2 separate regions of the Ovis aries genome follow, and region 1 is linked to region 2. Evidence: chromatin contacts called from public Hi-C data. All regions are on one chromosome and are shown on one strand. The core of a region is the stretch at or near the end of the contact, and the rest is flanking DNA. Distances in the headings are between cores, read along the strand shown.

The links. A called contact is a pair of places that touch in the nucleus more often than the background predicts.
Region 1: a contact with region 2 is called in a Hi-C map of skin fibroblasts, with 2.6 times the contacts expected there. The contact joins the enhancer-like site here to the promoter of GNGT1 in region 2. A contact is called at or near these places in 2 of 16 Hi-C or Micro-C datasets (skin fibroblasts and tail adipose tissue).

What each region holds. Positions count from the first base shown.
Region 1 is chr4:12,318,883-12,325,810 of ARS-UI_Ramb_v3.0, reverse strand. No RefSeq gene overlaps it. Among named protein-coding and RNA genes, the nearest start is that of BET1, 200 kb to the right of the region's middle. Within about 2 kb of position 4,735, at least 3 of the 54 cell types and tissues checked have an H3K27ac peak or open chromatin away from gene starts, as enhancers often do.
Region 2 is chr4:11,978,757-11,985,526 of ARS-UI_Ramb_v3.0, reverse strand. It overlaps GNGT1 (G protein subunit gamma transducin 1), which reads right to left and starts at 1,733. Exons shown (of 4, transcript XM_060414461.1): 1 at 1,619-1,733. TFPI2 (tissue factor pathway inhibitor 2) reads left to right here and starts at 1,216. Exons shown (of 5, transcript XM_004007722.5): 1 at 1,216-1,381; 2 at 1,657-1,839; 3 at 3,037-3,216; 4 at 4,321-4,491; 5 at 4,858-5,883. The coding sequence starts at 1,294. The coding sequence ends at 4,937.

The DNA of each region.
Region 1 (6,928 bases), core at 3,486-5,985, 340 kb before region 2:
CTAAAAACACCTAGCATATTTTCTATTACCAGCAGCTGAATTTTTGTACAATAGTAGAATACATCTTTTGGAGAAGGCAATGGCACCCCACTCCAGTACTCTTGCCTGGAAAATCTCATGGATGGAGGAGCCTGGTGGGCTACAGTCCATGGGGTTGCGAAGGACATGACTGAGAGACTTCACTTTCACTTTTCACTTTCATGCATTGGAGAAGGAAATGGCAACCCTCTCTAGTGTTCTTGCCTGGAGAATCCCAGGAACCGGGGAGCCTGGTGGGCTGCTGTCTATGGGGTCGCACAGAGTCGGACACGACTGAAGGGACTTAGCAGCAGCAGAATACATCTTTATCATAGGCTTCTAGTGTAGTCCTGCTGGAGGGCTTAGGAAAGAAAAAGACTAAATGTATTGAATGTTCAGCTTCCCACCTCTCACCCCATATAATTGTTCTCTTTCTATTGCTTTTCCTCTAGAATCAGAACCAGACCATCTCCCCTTTGATCCTTGGCATTTATTGGACTTCTCTGTCTCTGAAAATAATAATAGTGTCTGCCTCGCAGAGTGAGGGTGGTTTTAGTTGCTCAGTTCAGTTCAGTCGCTCAGTCATGTCCGACTCTTTGCCACCCCATGAATCGCAGCACGCCAGGCCTCCCTGTCCATCATCAACTCTCGGAGTTCACTCAGACTCACGTCCATCAAGTCTGTGACTCCATCCAGCCATCTCATCCTCGGTCGTCCCCTTCTCCTCCTGCCCCCAATCCCTCCCAGCATCAGAGTCTTTTCCAACGAGTCAACTCTTCGCATGAGGTGGCCAAAGTACTGGAGTTTCAGCTTCAGCATCATTCCCTCCAAGGAAATCCCAGGGCTGATCTCCTTCAGAATGGATTGGTTGGATCTCCTTGCAGTCCAAGGGACTCTCAAGAGTCTTCTCCAACACCACAGTTCAAAAGCATCAATTCTTCGGCCCTCAGCCTTCTTCACAGTCCAACTCTCACATCCATACATGACCACTGGAAAAACCATAGCCTTGACTAGACGGAACTTAGTCGGCAAAGTAATGTCTCTGCTTTTGAATATGTTATCTAGGTTGGTCATAACTTTTCTTCCAAGGAGTAAGTGTCTTTTAATTTCGTGGCTGCACTCACCACCCACAGTGATTTTGGAGCCCCCCAAAATAAAGTCTGACACTGTTTCCACTGTTTCCCCATCTATTTCCCATGTAATGATGGGACTGGATGCCATGATCTTCGTTTTCTGAATGTTGAGCTTTAAGCCAACTTTTTCACTCTCCACTTTCACTTTCCTCAAGAGGCTTTTTAGTTCCTCTTCACTTTCTGCCATAAAGGTTGGGTCCTCTGCATATCTGAGGTTATTGATATTTCTCCCAGCAATCTTGATTCCAGCTTGTGCTTCATCCAGCCCAGCGTTTCTCATGATGTACTCTGCATAGAAATTAAATAAGCAGGGTGACAATATACAGCCTTGATGTACTCCTTTTCTTATTTGGAACCAGTCTGTTGTCCCATGTCCAGTTCTAACTGTTGCTTCCTGACCTGCATACAGATTTCTTAAAAGGCAGGTCAGGTGGTCTGTATTCCCATCTCTTTCAGAATTTTCCACAGTTTATTGTGATCCACACAGTCAAAGGCTTTGGCATAGTCAATAAAGCAGGAATAGATGTTTTTCTGGAACTCTCTTGCTTTTTCCATGATCCAGCGGATGTTGGCAATTTGATCTCTGGTTCCTCTGCCTTTTCTAAAACCAGCTTGAACATCGGGAAATTCATGGTTCATGTATTGCTGAAGCCTGGCTTGGAGAATTTTGAGCATTACTTTACTAGCATGTGAGATGAGTGCAATTGTGTGGTAGTTTGAGCATTCTTTGGCATTGCCTTTCTTTGGGATTGGAATGAAAACTGACCTTTTCCGTCCTGTCACCACTGCTGAGTTTTCCAAATTTGCTGGCATATTGAGTGCAGCACTTTCACAGCATCATCTTTCAGGATTTGAAACAGCTCCACTGGGATCCCATCACCTGCACTAGCTTTGTTCATAGTGATGCTTCCTAAGGCCCACTTGACTTCACATTCCAGGATGTCTGGCTCTAGATTAGAGATCATACCATCATGATTATCCAGGTCATGAAGATCTTTTTTGTACAGTTCTTCTGCGTATTCTTGCCACCTCTTCTTAATATCTTCTGCTTCTGTTAGGTCCATACCATTTCTGTGCTTTATCAAGCCCATCTTTTCATGAAATGTTCCCTTGGTATCTCTAGTTTTCTTTAGTTGCTCCGTTGTGTCCAACTCTTGCAAGCCCATGGACTGCAGCCTACTTACTAGGCTCCTCTGTCCAGGGAATTTTCCAGGCAAGAATACTGGAGTGGGTTGCCATGCCCTTCTCCTGGGGAATCTCCTGGACTCAGAGATCAAACTTGAGTCTCCTGCATTAGCAGGAGGATTCTTTACCACCTGGGAAGCCCTAAGATCATGAAAGTCTAATTCAGCCCTGAGAGTCTATGATTTTAACAGATGAGCTTTAAAAAAATCACATCATTTTGGATGTAACCCTTAAATGTGTTATTGAAAACTTCCACATTTTTCTTAATGGTATAATTAAATCCCTTTTTAATTACTAAAAAGTAAGTATTAATAATTGTACCACGATATTAATACAATACAGTGACATCTTAGAGTAATTACATGTCTGTAAGGACTTCTTCCCTGAAATTAAACAGTTCTCACTGAGAATAGGTCTTCTTTTACGGCTGGTGTTCAGTTTCTTTGCTCACTGTGAGGCATATAGTTGTCTTTTCTTGCTGCCATTGATAATCTGGGCTCCAGAAACTCTCACCAATTTTCTATTGATAGCTTTCTTCTAATATTTATGAGTTCAGGAAATCAGGGAAAAAAGCTTTTAAAATGAGCACCCCCAAAAAATGAATTTACTAAAAGTGAGAGTTTATAGGATTTTTCTAGGGCTCTTGTGCTCATGCTTACTCGTGTCTGACTCTTTGAGACCCTTTGGATTATAGCCCACCAAGCTTCTCCGTCCATGGGATTCTCCAGGCAAGAATACTGGAGCAGGTTGCCATTTCCTGCTCCATAATATATGTTAGACTAAGTACCAGTTCAAAATACTGAAGCAACAGTTAATAACAAGGTCAAATTCTGATAAATTAAAGCTACATGTAATGTAAGATTCTGTAGCCCCTTTGAAAAGTATTCTGGCTATTCCTCACAAAGGTAAACAACACCTTTCGATTCAGTAATTTAATTCCTAGTTATACAACCAACTCATGAAATTAAAAGATGCTTACTCCTTGGAAGAAAAGTTATGACCAACCTAGAGAGCATATTCAAAAGCAGAGACATTACTTTGCCAACAAAGGTCCGTCTAGTCAAGGCTATGGTTTTTCCTGTGGTCATGTGTGGATGTGAGAGTTGGACTGTGAAGAAGGCTGAGTGCCAAAGAATTGATGCTTTTGAACTGTGGTGTTGGAGAAGACTCTTGAGAGTCCCTTGGACTGCAAGGAGATCCAACCAGTCCATTCTGAAGGAGATCAGCCCTGGGATTTCTTTGGAAGGAATGATGCTAAAGCTGAAGCTCCGGTACTTTGGCCACCTCATGTGAAGAGTTGACTCATTGGAAAAGACTCTGATGCTGGGAGGGATTGGAGGCAGGAGGAGAAGGGGACAACCGAGGATGAGATGGCTGGATGGCATCACGGACTTGATGGACATGAGTCTGAGTGAACTCCAGGAGAAGGTGATGGACAGGGAGGCCTGGAGTGCTGTGATTCATGGGGTCGCAAGGAGTCGGACATGACTGAGCGACTGAACTGACTGAACTGAACTGATACAACCAAGAGAAATAAAAACATGTTCCCACAAAAAGTTGTACAAGAATAATCATTGTAGTCATTATTCATAATAGTAAAAGGGTGGAAACAATCTAAATGTCCATTAACTACTGAATAGTTACATAAAATGTGGAATATTCATACAATGGAATATTATTTGGCATGAAAAGAATAAAGTACTGATACATGTTATAACACGGATAAAACTTGAAAATGTGCTAAGGAAAGAGGACAGTCACAAACTACCAGCTGTTATAATATTTGATTTATATGAAATGCTCAAAATAGGCAAATTTATAGAGGCAGAAAGTAGATGAATGCTTGGCTGGGGCTGGGGGCTGGGTTTAAGGGTTGCTGGGAGATGATTGTGAGGGTGGTAGATAAAGGCTAAGACATTTCTTTTTGGGTAATGAAAATTTCTTACTGTGGTTATTATTGGACAGCTGTGAAGATACTAAAACCATTAAATTGTACCCTTTAAATGGATGAATTGTATAGTATGTGACTTATATCTCAGTAAAGCTATTAGCCAAAAGTCTCCGTGTAGCAAAATGATGATCAGTCTCCAGCTGAAATTCCATCAACTTTGAACAATATTTTATCCAACAAACTGAGTTTTGAAAAGTTCATTGTAAACAGATCCTGTGCAAAACAGGATTTTGGTGAAAACAAATGCTCTTTCCAAATTGCTTGTTTATATTACAAGGAATTTGACCAAATAGCACCACTTCAGATTTATCTTAACACGTTAAACTCAACAGGAGTGTCTTGTGTTCCCTGTAATTTTCTTTTTGTTTCATTATGCAAGACAGAGCTGTCTGGATCTCACTTTGGAGTGACGCAGACAGAATTTCTTAAAGACAGGAAGGTTCAATAGCAGAAGGATGATTCACCAACACAGAAGGATGATTCATCATCACAGAAGGATTTCTTCTGGTGGTTAACTTGCAGTGGAGTCAACTTGCTTTCCTATTTTTTCATCATTGCTCTAGAGATCAGGCAACTGTCTCCACATGGGGTTTGAACAGGAAGCTTCTTCCACTTCGGCTGCAAAAGAGCGAAGGGCAGTGGTGCTGAGGTGGGGGCAGGCTGTGCATCGGAGGCCGGCAGTGCTTCCGTGGTCCTCTCGGGGATTTCTGGGGGATGGTGGTGACTCGTCTGTGTCTCTTAGGCTTACTTTCCCTGTTTGTTACAAGTTTTCTCATTAGGTCCTGGGAAATGATGTATCAGTGTGTTGACCTGACCTGTTTTTCTGAAACTCTCTGCAACAGGAGCTTCACCTTCATGTGCTGTTATTAAAAAAAAAAATTTTTTTAATGAGACAGCAAAGTGACATTTTATTATCAAGTAAGTTTAAATAAAGAGGGAAAATTGTTAATAATTCAATCTGAACTGGCTAGAAGCAAATGGTTAAATTAAAAATAAATGTATTTTAGGTGGGACCTTAGATTGTTTACAAAAATTATGCCAGGGACTACAAAGAAAATCGCAAAATAATTACCTTCCATGTCCTACATTTATTTAAAATTTGATATTTGTCTTATGGAGAAAAATAAGGCTGAGGGAAATGCTATCCCAAGAATCTCCATGTGTGTGTGAACATGCACGTGTGTGTACATGTCTTCATAGTATAGACATAGAGTGTTTGTAAGAATTCAGCTACTCCAACAGGGCAAGAGATGAAATCGCTGTCACTATTAAGTTGTCTAAAGGTCTTTTGGATAACAGACTGTTCAGAATTTTAAAAATTAAAATAATTTTTGAAATGAAATGCATAGTTTGTCAATAAACTCGATATTCATATAACCACTTGTAAAAAGTTATTTTTAAATGATTATTTAAATGCTTTATATTATTTTAAAAGATTAGTTTTAAAAGGGACTTCCCCGGCAGTCCAGTGGTTAAGACTCTGCACTTCCACTGCAGAGGGTGAGGGTCTGATCCTTGGTAGGGAAGTAAGATCTTGCATGCCATGAGGTGTGGTCAAAATTTAAAAAAAAGAAAATTAAATGCTTTACATCGTAATGCATGCCATTTTCTAGCATTCTGCTCTGTAAGACTGGGTGTGAAGCTATTGGAAGCATTCCAAGGCACTCGGTCGGTGGAAATGTTTACGCCCACTTTTCCATGCAGTGGAGAGAAGCCATTTTCAGTTTTGATCCTAAGTATAGTCAGTAATTTCCAACAAAATGGAACTCCCTCACTGGTACAGCTCCAAGAATTCTGACCTAATAGGAAGCAGGCAGCCCCCCCTCCAGTCCAGAGTGTTGAGACACATCATGAGTCAAATGCATGTGCCAAAGTTTCCATCTATCTCTTTTGAGGATACACACAGAATGTTCTGGATGGACCACAGGAGAGTTGCATCATCACACTGGAACATTTCTGAGTTAGGAAACAAATGCTGAGCACATGTTACAGGTCCAGCTCAGATGACCTGGGACTTACAGAAGGGAGTCCATGCCATAAGTTACCCACAGCCAGAGGCGGCTATGGGCTGTGATAGTTGGTTTAGCGGAACTGATACTTGCTTATGGTTCAGTGCACATGAAAGCCCTGTTGTAGGATTCTGTTCTGGCCAGTGGATTCAGCAATATAGTAGCAAATTCTTACACCATCTTCAAAAATCCTAAATCCAATCAATATTAAGTAAAATTTATCTGATTAGGAGTTGTGATAACAGCATCGTTTGCTGTTATGCGTATATTATAAATGCTAAATGGGCTGTGACAGGAGGCTAACATTGACTAGGCTAGACTACAGAAAAAATCTGACATTTCCTAGGAAGACATGCACTTTTCATGTTCAATCCCCTGTTATTTCATATGATCTGAACTAATTGTATCGGGAAAGCTCTATTTATTTAGGTAAATTCAAAACAGCTGGAGGGTTGATTAATCCCAAGGGCTAAGTAGCATAAATAAATCAATTTCTGGGCCAACTGAAAATGAGATTAGGGCAAGAACTATGCGGGCATTAAAAGTGAACTAATGTGAATTGAAGTGTTTTGAAACTTGTAATGCATTTGCTAAAGGTAAAATATTATTCTAATAATTGAAGAATATTATGG
Region 2 (6,770 bases), core at 484-2,983:
AAGGAACACACTCTAAGACAGCATGTGAGTGTGTGTGTTAGTCGCTCAGTCGTGTCCGACTCTTTGGGACCCCATGGACTGTGACTCGCCAGGCTCCTCTGTCCGTGGGGTTCTCCAGGCAAGAATACTGGAGTGGGTTGCCATTCCCTTCTCTAGGGGATCTTCCCAATCCAGGGATTGAACCTGCATCTCCCACATTGCAGGCAGATTCTTTACCATTTGAGCCACGAGGGAAAGCCCCTACAGCAGCATAAGTGTGTCTTAAAACCAGTAAAGTGAAGTACAAAACAGTACAGATTTTATGATTCTGTTTGCATGAGATTTAGAACAGGGAAATCTAATTTATGCTGATCAGAAGAGCTATTGTCCCTGGCCTCAGGTTGAAGGATGGACTGGGAAAGGGTATAAGAGAATGTTCTGGGGTGATGACAATGTTCTAATTCTGGATTGGAGTGGTGATTACAAAGGAATATATAATTGCCAAAATTGACCCAGCTATACACTTGGACATATTATGAGCCCATGAAATGTAAATCAGACCTCTACTGAAATATGTGGTTGAAAGTGTTAGTCGCTCAGACTGAAGCCTGCCAGGCTCCTTTGTCCATGGAATTCTCCAGGCAAGAATAGAGTGGGTTGCTATTCCCTCCTCCAAGGGATCTTCCCTACCCAGGGATTGAACCTGGGACTCCTCACTGCAGGGAGATTCTTTACCATCTGAGCCGCCAGGGAAGCCCATATCTATGTCTAAAGGTAAATAGATACGCATATGCTTACATTTCTAATCTAATGAAAGGATCTAATGTAATAAGCCCCGCTTCCTTGGGCCCTAGGAGTTTCACACTTTCTACCTGCCAAAGACACAGACTTTGTGCTTTCAAAGTGTGGATTCAGGCCTCGGCGTGATGCTGCAAGCTGGAACCTTGTGCAATCACACCCAGGTCATTTCCCTCAAGCTTGTCGACTTCCCATCTCTGACACAATGCTTCATCTGGGTCATCCCCGAAGAGCCACGGGAGAAAGTTTGGGGCCAGGTTCAGCTTGGCGGGGAATTCCTCTCCCCCGCACACACTTTCCAGCGCAGGGAGGCGGCCGGGTCACAGAGCTCACGGGGCATGAATCAGCCTCCCCTCCAGGCTCCACGAAGGCGCGCTCCGCCCTGTCCCGTCTCTGAGGGCCGCTAACCCTACAAAAGCAGCGGCACCCACCGCGCTGGAATCCAGACCGCTTGGAGGCTGGACGCTGTGCACCCTCCTCCGCTCCTCTCGCCGGCACCGTCTGAATCCGGACACCATGGACTCGGTTCGCCCCCTCTGGCTGATGCTTCTGTCGCTGCTCCTCGTGGGAACTGCGCTGGGTGATGCCCCGCAGGCGCCGCCAGGTACCCCACCAACCCGCGCTCAGGGGACCCCTTTTCGCCCTGGCCAGGCGGCAGGAGTTCCGCGGACCCCTGCACCCGCTCTCTGCGCCCTCCTTCCCCCTAATTCCTGTCGTGCACCGCAAGTTTGCACTTCCTGTCTCTGTAAGGCCCTTCTGCTGGGCTGGGAAGCTGCTGGGACAAACCTCCCCACCCCCACCACCCTGGGGGAAGCCCTCCCTCCACCGAGATGCGGCTGACCTCCTCCTCTGCCTCTGGTTCTCCTACCCCTCCTGTAGGAAATAACGCGGAAATCTGCCTCCTGCCCCTGGACGACGGGCCCTGCCGGGCGCGGATCCCCAGTTACTACTACGACAGGTACACGCAGAGCTGCCGCGAATTCATGTACGGAGGCTGCGAGGGCAATGCCAACAATTTTGAAACTTTGGAGGCCTGCAACGAAGCATGCTGGAAGATTGAGAGTAAGTGCTCGCTCCCACTCCCAGAACTCCAGTACTGCGGCAGAGAAGGGCTAAGTGGGAAATGAGCTTATTTTTCACATCCCATAGTAAGTTTCATCCTTGATTTTCTCGGATCCTGTTTGGCTTATTGCTTTTCAGTTGACTAAAAGTGATCATGAAACTTCCAACGACAAACATTTCCTGTCCCTTAACTGGCATTTATCATAATTCAGTGTGTGTGCAGACTCCGGAAAGATTTCACCTAAGGCTTAAGGATGCAAGAGTGTCATGTATTAGGTGCAACATAAGTGCCTGTCTGTATTTATCATTAGTTCTAAACCTATGGTTTTTATGCCTTCTTGAGAGGGCATTTTCCTCTTGTCCACTGTGTAGCGATCTGAAATACTTTCAGTGGATTTTGTTATTAACGTCTGAATTTAGCTAATTATAACCTTACTTTTATCCCTTGATACCCAAAGAGATCTTGGGTTGGTATAGAGATATAAAAAATAGAGAGATTCACAATGCTGTTTGCAATTTTAATTATGTTTACTGTCTCTGTGAAGGCCTGTAATAGAACACGGGGCTCAGCTGTTAAAGGAACTGAGCCAGGGAAAAATGTGTATTCCTATGAATAAGTTTGATTAATTTCATACATTGAAACAATCAGAACACTCTGAGAGAAGAATCTTTCCAGTAAGCATGAAAAATTTATCACAGCTGTATCGGGTCTGGAGACACTGTTAAAAAAATCAAAAGCTGAATAGAGTTGTCTCTCAGTGTCTGTGGTGACTGGTTCCAAGACCCCAACTCTCTGATGCCAAAATCCACAGCATTTGCATATAACCTGTGCATATTCTCCCTTATACTTTAATTTATCTCTAGACTCCCTACCAGCATAGGACAAATTCAAACTTTGTTTTTTTGTGTGTTTTTTTTAATGAACTTTCAGGAATTATTTTTTCCTGAATATTTTCTCTCTGGGTTGGTTGCATCTGCGGAATGCTGGACCCAAGGATACAAAATCTTGTTGTTGCTGGACTAATGGGCAATCTTTTGGGCGTTTACTAGCCCAGCGCTAAATATCATGCCTCCCACCCCCATCACCACTCTACCCCTGGCCACCACCAGTGGCTTCTGAAAATACAGTTAAGTTTTAAAGGAAGAGTAAGAAGGCTGATTTTTGACTAACATTGTTTTATGCCCTCGTTTTCCTAGAAGTTCCCAAAATTTGCCGGTTAAAAGTGAATAAGAAGCAGTGTGGGGAGCTCAGAGAACAGTATTTCTTCAATCTAAGTTCTATGACCTGTGAAAAGTTCATATCTGGCGGGTGTCACAGCGATGAGAACCGGTTCCCAGATAAAGCTTCGTGTATGGACTTCTGTGCGCCAAAGAGAGGTAAATACTCTCTTTGTGGTGTCTGTACTTCATTTCTTTATTTAGACTTTAGGGTGAAAACATTAATAATTGATACGAAATTAAGCTGGTTTGCATGAATTTGTGAGAGTGCGAGCTAGAAGTTTAATAACTTGCCAAGTTCTCAGGGCTGGAAAGTGACGAAGCTCTGATTCAAGCTTTTACTTCCTCTTTTGCATTGTTTCTTTAGAACTATTTCTCATCTATTTAACTTGCACATAAAAAAAAAAACACTACAGTGTTCATTGATGAATCACATGTATGAAATCAGGTATATATATGAGATAGTGTGAGACAGAGAGAGACTTAAGCTGGTGAAACCTGAAGTTTTCTAAACTTTTTCATTAGATTTCTGTGTTCTTTAGTAATTACATATTGTAGCACAAATTGATCTCTCCTCCCCATGTTTTACCTACATAGCCCATGCAATCCCTAAAATGATGGGTTACTTGGGTAGTGGGCAGTGTTTGTAGAGGCAGTCCAGCATTTTCCGTAGGCACAGCAGAGACATGTACACATAGATAAGTTCAACAAACAAGGAAAATTTGCTTTGGCGGTCTCTGATAAACCTCTGTAGCTATACTGTGTTGAGTATGCAAAATCTTGAATTAATGAGGAGTTGCTTGTTGCTGGTGTTCTCTTAAATTGTTTATGTAAATGTAAGTGTTCCAGTGGCTACCTGGGAATTAGCTATATGTATTCTTGATTAATAATGGAAGGAGAGCTGATAGAAACATTGAAATTAAAACTACCAACACAAAAGAGTGTGCCAAAGCATGTCACATATTTCTCTTGAAACACAGCTCATTTTTACCTGACCATACATGATTTGGGGGTTTAATTTCTTTACACATTCAAATGATACAAGGATATAGCTTGAAATTCTATCTACTCCATAAGAATTTATAATGAACAAACTATGTGTTTGAAATGTAAGGCACACTTTTTAAATGGCTTAGTATAATATTTTGGATTCAGCAAGAAGCTTCTATGGGATTAGATGTTTTTTCACTTACTTCAGTAATCAGCACAGCTTATTATTTCCAGTATTACTGCATTTCTAATTTTATTTTCTTTTCCATTAAGCTCCAGCATTTTGCTACAGCCCAAAAGATGAGGGGCTGTGTTCTGCTAATGTCACTCGCTATTATTTTAACCCAAGACACAAAGCCTGTGAGGCCTTCACCTATACTGGCTGTGGAGGGAATGACAATAATTTTGTCAACTTGAAGGACTGCAAACGTACTTGTGTAAAAGGTAATGTTTTGGGTTTTTTTCTTATTCAGTTTTTAAACTAACTTTATACATAATTCATAAACAAAATTATTTTATGTACCCATTTTACTAATAGCATATTGCCATTTCTAGACTACTACATACATAGCACTTCAGTACTGATCAGTTTTGTCTAAATGCTTACACAGGCTAACTACAGTAGGCAGTAGCTGTGTCCTGATATTTTAAAGGTAGAATGTTATTAACTTAGTGGATAGTGAGTAAACCTGACTTTATACTCGTTAAAAGTAAGACGAGGTGGGTTTGTAAGCATGTCAGAAATGGTGATTTACAATGAGTCTACAGACTGGGGACATATGATGTTTATTTTTATTTTGTTGATCTTAGCCTTGAAGAAGGAAAAGAACAAGAAGATGCCAAGACTTCTCTTTGCCAATAGAAGACTGAAAATTAAGAAGCAGTTTTAACCAGCTTCTTCTTTTTTTTTTCTGGATGTCATCTTGTGAATGTCCTTATGGTTATATCTAAAGGACAACATGGTAACACAGGCAAGCCAACCATTAGTGATTTATCCACCGGTTCTTACATGTTACATTTTTTATTTGTGTATTTTTTAATACATAAGTAGCTGCTATTCAAATGTGAATCTATTGTTTTAAATATGCTATTCAACTACTTGTTTATGAGGTTAAATTCTTGCTGTGCATAAGATATAAAAGCAAATATGACTCACTCAGTTCTTGGGGTTGCTCTCCCTGATTACAGAAGATGATTGTGACTGAAAAACATGAGACAATATAATCATATTTTTTAACATATAGGATCATAAAAAGGACCAGCAAATATATTTAATTTTGTATTTAAAAATTAGATTATATTTTAGGCCCAAGGAGACAAATTTGAAGATTTACCAATACTTCAAAAAATGTTACAAATGCTATTATGTAGATCCTGCTAACTTACTTCAATTTCTGTTGTGTCATTTAAAAGATAATAAAGTAACGTTTTTGACTGAATTAAAAGCTAGTACATTAATTATATCAGAAATGTTCTCCTCGGAGGGGGAAAATTCTCTCTGTTCATCTATCCATCCATCCCCACTCAGCATATGTTGTTAAAATTTTTGTACTGTATTTATATTATATCAGAGACAATGCATATGTTTAATAATTTAAATTCCACTAATAAAATATTGCTGATAAATATGAGCATTTCATTTAAACAGTTTTTTTCTTTCTCTGTAACAACAAGATCTTCTTTTAAATTCCTACATTTTCTTGGCAAGAGTAATATTTAAAAGTATGCCCCTGATCTGGCAAAAGTATAAGTACGTTTGTGCTTTTCTTGAACAATCTTTCTTTTAAAAATGTATCCCAAAGGTATGACAACAGCAATAAAAAAATGAAAATGCTATATGCTGTGGTTGGTGGATTATTTGGAATAAAACCGAAACCTGGAAACAAATGAGACACTTATCAATAGGGGGTTGGTTGAAGAAATTATGAATGAAAAGTGAGCAAATTATTTATATGTGAATATCATCTGATCCTCAGAATACACTTAATAAAACAGGGTCTAGAACAATGTGACTAAATACACATTCACAAATAATAGAAGCTGCAAAGATATTATATTAAAAATGGTTACCTATAAGATGGAGGAAGATGTGAATGTACCTTACTATATAGTTTTGATCTTGGACCATGTAAATTTTTGTGTCATTTAAAACCAAAATTAAATTTAAAAAATAAAAAGCATTTTTCTAAGATTGGAAGCCAACCAAAACAATTGAACCTAAATAAATATTGAATAATGGCATAAGTGTGAAAAGGGTATATGACTATTTTCAGTGACTTTCAAAACTAGTAATTGGACTATGTATCTTTTGGAAAATATAATCCAAGAGTCAAATAAATTCTGAAAATGCATTTTGTAGTGTTATTTTGAACCTATTATGTATAGAATATTATATATTCTATAAAAATGTGTCTCCCACCCTTTCATTGCAAAGTCTTTGGATCAATGACAATCCAGCAGTAGTAGGTACAGCTACTGTCCAGATTATAGTCAGTAAAAGAAACCAGAGGTCTTGAGAATAATCGCTGAGTGTAGGTCTGAGACAAGAAATCTGAAAGATGAACCTGGGCCATTTCATTAAATAAAGTAAGGAAACTATGAAAGCCTAATGAGTCCTATCACAAGAATAGGAGAGTACCATCAGGGAATGAGGCAATATGAGCATCAAAACAAATATTGACCACAATATGGGTAAGTATATAAATATGAATATAACATGATTA